2 separate regions of the Gossypium hirsutum genome follow, and region 2 is linked to region 1. Evidence: chromatin contacts called from public Hi-C data. All regions are on one chromosome and are shown on one strand. The core of a region is the stretch at or near the end of the contact, and the rest is flanking DNA. Distances in the headings are between cores, read along the strand shown.

The links. A called contact is a pair of places that touch in the nucleus more often than the background predicts.
Region 2: a contact with region 1 is called in a Hi-C map of leaf, with 1.7 times the contacts expected there. The contact joins the promoter of LOC107945954 here to the promoter of LOC107945658 in region 1. A contact is called at or near these places in 2 of 34 Hi-C or Micro-C datasets (callus and leaf).

What each region holds. Positions count from the first base shown.
Region 1 is chrD12:39,849,985-39,852,737 of Gossypium_hirsutum_v2.1, reverse strand. LOC107945658 reads left to right here and starts at 1,332. Exons shown (of 5, transcript XM_016879738.2): 1 at 1,332-1,873. The coding sequence starts at 1,696.
Region 2 is chrD12:40,068,202-40,070,954 of Gossypium_hirsutum_v2.1, reverse strand. It overlaps LOC107945954 (heavy metal-associated isoprenylated plant protein 39), which reads left to right and starts at 1,352. Exons shown (of 3, transcript XM_016880126.2): 1 at 1,352-1,773; 2 at 2,026-2,101; 3 at 2,636-2,753. The coding sequence starts at 1,768.

The DNA.
Region 1 (2,753 bases), core at 83-2,582:
GGATATAGTGTGTTAAAAAAAACATGTGAATAAAATTTAGGGTAAATTACACTAATAGTCACTCAATTATTAATAAATTTCTTTTTAGTCTCCTAACTATAAAAAATTTGACCATTAATTTTTTATTTTATCAGTTCAATTGAATAAATTATTAAAAATTTAAAAAAATTAAAAACATAAAAAATCAATTTAACTTTCTAATTTGATCGAGAGTCTACAAACTTAACCTCTTATTATTAACTGGTACTCTAATAAATTTTTTATCTAACCGATTAAATCGATCTAATTTCGAAATCAATCCGGTTATCCAGATTGATTGCGGATTAATAAATAAGGTATAAAAAGATTTTGTTTTTTTTCTTAAGACAAAATTAATCCGTTGGAAAACGACAAGACACACCTGGGATTCTTCACGCCAGCTCATCAATTTCAGGTCCCTGTTTTTTTCCCCAAACGGCGCAAAGCCTTTCAATATCGTCAAACCAATCAATGCTGGTGGTGGGGCCCCTACTCTTTCCCGTCACTACATGACATGGTGTTAGTTCCCAGCATTTATGCCTTAAATCCACTCCACGTCGTCGTATCTCACTTGCCCATACACGGGGCATACTTTAACCGCTTTACCTGTCGGCATAAAATTATTTCCCTTCAATTAAATTTTTAGATTTAAAAAAGAAAAACCATCACGAATTTATTAGTTTTTTTATATTAATTTTAGATTTTTTATGGTTAATTTTTAAATAAAAAATATAATGATAAATTTAATTTCTATGTTTATTTTTCTTTCATTTTAGCTTTAATTCTCTTTCCCGGATCAATTTAATGGTAGATTTTAAAATTTAGTTAAATTATTTTTTTAAACGAGAAATTAATAAAATTATTAAAATTTTAACAGTTTTAATGTGACAACTCATGTGACAGACTTCATTGATAATGTGAATTTTTTTTAAATTATAAATTTTTGTAAACTTTTTAAAATTTTATGAAGTATAAGTGGTTATCACACCAACAACCATATCATTATCCTTAAAAATTTAACGATTTAGTCAATTCTTTTACAGAAAAAATATTAAAATTTAAAAATTAAAACCCAAAATAACAAAAAATATATAAAATACAATATTTTATACTTTTTTAAAATATTTATTTTTAAATCATAAAAAAATTAAAATTAACTATAACTTTTTTCTTTTTGGCCACAATGTCTCTCTCTAACCCATAAATAAGAGGATAACATACTTCAACACACCCGAACTTACGCCCTCTTAAATTAACAATAATATCCATACGAACTAAATTAAAACTCAACCAGTAAAATTAACTCTAACATTGGATTTGGAGGAAAGAAACCGACCACGGATTCTAATAAAATTTTATTTCTGGATATCGTTTTTTTTTCTTCAGTCCCACCTATACTTACACTCTACAACACATTTGTCTCTTTTCAGAACATACCAACCGTTGGATGGAATAAATCGAAGATAAGTATCCAAAATCAACGGCAAATGGATCACTATTTGCGCACTTTGTGCAGTATATAAAACTGCATACTGATATTAAATGAATTTATATCATTTAAAGCTAACGTTACTAAATATTATAGAGATAATTGAAAATTTTCTAGACTTATCCATTACCAAATTATTATCATTTTTCTTTTTCCTTTCACAAATTGTACACCTATAAGCTTTAATTATGGCGGAGGAAACGAAGAAGGAGGTTGCGGCTGAAACGCCCGTGGCTCCGACGCCGGCAGTGGAAGCTCCAACGCCGGTAGCGGAGGATCTCAAAGCTGATTCCAAGAAAACAACCGTAGCTCCACCGCCAGCTGAGGAAAAATCCGATGAATCGAAGGCTCTTGCCGTCGTTGAGAGTAAGCTTTGTTCGCCATCGCCACTCATCTTTTTTATGATTAAACGTTTTTCTTTCAATTTTATATATTATAATAACGATACTTTTCATATAATCCAAAATTCCATCATCTTTTTAGTTCATTAAATGTGTAATCAATTTAAATTATCTTTAAAAAACAGAGCTTAAGACTGTTTAGTATGAAGTTATACATTGAATCGCTTTCTCTAGTGTCAATTTAATTCAAATTGAGACAAAATGTTAGTCAATTTCTTCTTAGTTACAATTAAAATAGCTATCAGATCGCTTCGTTGTAAATTTTGAATTTTGAAATTGAGAGTCAACATAGCTCGGCTCGTTAGTGATTAGTAAGGGTGAAACAAGTTGAGTCGAGCTCCGATACTAGTAAGCTCGAAATAGGGACGAAGGTAAAAAATTTGTTGGAAGTAGGAATTAAATTTCATATTTTTATAAAAATTAAAATGCATTTTGTTATTTTAATAACTTATATCTTTTGAATATTTTAAAAAATTAAATTAAAATTTTATTATTTCAGTGAAAGGTGTAATTTTACCATGTACTAATTCAAATTTTAGGTAGTCAAAGCCCCTACCAGCCACCTTAGTGTCGCCCCAAGCTCGAACTCAATTGAACATCTATTTTAAAACTCAAGTTCGGCTCAAAATATTATTAAGCTAGACTTGATAATTAAACTTAGGGTTAATAATATATATTAAGACTCAATTTAATAATATAAAAATATTTAAAACATATATTAAAATATATATTAAAATGAAAAATTTGATAAGATTCACGAGCCATTCGAGTCAAGTATTACTGAGCTCGAATTTAACTTTATCAATAGCTTGAGTTATTTAAACTTATCTCAATAATTACTAAAT
Region 2 (2,753 bases), core at 103-2,602, 220 kb before region 1:
TTCATGTTATTTATTTAACTAAAAATAATTAGATTCTAAAAAAATGTTGATGAAATAAATATGAATTTCAAATATTTTTTTCCTGAATAAAAAAATGCACGAAACTATGCCGTTTTAATTAATGAGATAATTGTTATGATTTAATAAAAAAAATGTAATAAAATATGAGCTGCCTTCATTGCGAAAACCCGCAGGTGTGCGGACGTAGAAATTTGACCGGTGGGGGCCACGCTCCCACTGAAATGCCCAAATCGGCGACTTTCCGTGCAGTCGGTTATTGAAATTATCAATGTCAAAAGCGAGAAGTTAGTTGCACGCGCCACAATCTGCGGTGCACAAAAAAATTCACACCTTCGCAGTAAAATAAATATCTTTGTACACACCTGGGTGGGATCCACTTCCATAAATTACCTGCACACTCAATGAGTTATATTTTTTAGGTATATTTTAATTTTTCGTCCATTTTATATTGAATTAATTTTAATTTTACTCAATGAAATATTATTATTTTAACATTTTAAAAATCAGATTAATAATCAAGTTATCGATTTTTAATTTGACCAATTCGACCATCAGTCTAATAATAATTAAATTAAATTATTACAAATTTATAAATTAATTTTTGAAAGATTTACTTAAAAACTGATATCAATCCCAGTATATTGAATTATTCTTTATCCAAACTATTGTTACGATTTCAACAACATTATGATTTATATTATACTTATATCAATAATTAAAACTACAATTATTCCTCTTTAAAAAATTAGAAATTTTATTTTACAGCAATAATATATATTTAAAAATATAAATATAAAAATAAAAACAAAAATAATAGCTTGCCAAATATTCCAATATATCTTTTTTGACTTCCGGCGTCAATAATTAATATTATGATCCACTTACGAAATTGAAAAAATGTCGGTTGTCAAATTTGTGCTATTTATGAAATTTTAATTAATAAGCTGACGTAAGCTTGAAAGTAATATAATTCTGTTTAAATTTTTTTATGGATTGAGTTTTAGTTTGATTAGTACAAATATTATCGTTAATATAAAAAAATATAAGTCTGAATACGTTAAAGCGCATTATCCTCCTATCTACGAGTTAGATAGGAATTACGGGTAGTCCTAAGTATTCTCATAAAAAAAATAAATATTATCAGATACAAACTAATCGAACTGTATTAAAAATTGGATCGAAAATATGTTTGAGTATATTAATAACAACCATTAAAAAACGTTTCAAGAATAAAAATAGAAAAAAGAGTGAACCTTAAATATTAGTATTATTATTATTATAAATTCAAAAATAAATAAAAGACGAGGCAATGGTATGGTTACAACGCAACTTTCAATAGCGCGGAGATGACTTGTACAAATTATACATGTTTTTTTACTGCTTTTTTCAATGCTTCATCATCATCTTCCTTCATCACTCTCTTATAAACTCTCTCATCCATGGCCACTTGTTTTCACTCCCTTCCATTTTAGTCTCATTATTCACTGCTCTCTCTTTCTCTCTTCTTTTCTTTCCTCTACTTTAAATTTTTTTTTTAAATCAGTCCAAAAATCTTTCCATATTTTTCAGAAAAACCAAGCAACATCCCATTACGTCTTCAATCCAATCTCTTCCTCTTCCACAATTTTCCCTTTGCCTTTTTATCTTTCTTTTTCTGTTTTTTGTACACATTCTCTCAATTCCTCTCTGGGTTTCTTTTTGGATTTAAAATCTCTGCAAATTCCCTTGAGAAGGGTGTAAGCAGAAATGAAGGTATGGTTCCTTTTGGGATTTTTTTTTCTTTCTGTTTATGACTTTAATTATTTGTTTTCCTTTTCTGGGTTTTGATTCTGAGGGAATCTTGTTGACGGGTTTGTTCTTAGATTCAATTTTGATTCTTCTTTTATACTGATTCCTAAGAATCAAATAGACCGATTTCAATTTTTTTTCATGTTCATCTTGTAATTTGAACAAAAAAAATTATTAATTATGATTCTGAAACAGATCTCTTGTTTTTTATTGCAGAAGGTAGTGTTGAAGCTGGATTTGCATGATGATAAAGCCAAACAAAAGGCTTTAAAAACAGTCTCAACTCTTTCAGGTACTTCTTTATATATTTTAAAGCATGAAATCTTTGTAACAATTGCTACATGTGTAAAAAGTTTTTACCCTTTTTTCTTTCTTTCTTTCTATTAGAGGCCCTTTTTTTGAGAAGTTTATCAAATTTGGTGGTGAAAATCTATAATTTTCCTAATTCAATTTCTATACAAAACAGAGATTTTTAACATAAACTAACTGATGTGACACTGCATAAAGAAATTTTCTTATATAAAAAAGATTATAATTAAGTATTTAGTTGATTGCTGCCCAAATGTTCTTTTTTAATATTAAACAAGGAAAATGATGGGACTGCTTTATGTATTTGTATGATTTTGAAAGTTTAAACCTTGGTTGATTTGGTTCGGGATATGAATCAGCGTTAAATTAGGGTTTTAATGTGATTACTGAATAAGAGTGATTTGTTTTTTAACTCAAGGTGAAAGCAATAGTAAAATGATTACTTGTCATATCATATCATATTATTCTTTCTTTTGATCTGGCCTCGTGATTAATGTTTCTTTTCTATGATATATAGGAATTGATTCCATTGCCATGGACATGAAAGCAAAGCAATTAACAGTGATAGGAACAGTTGACCCTGTGACTGTGGTAAGCAAACTGCGCAAGCATTGGCCAACAGACATAGTATTAGT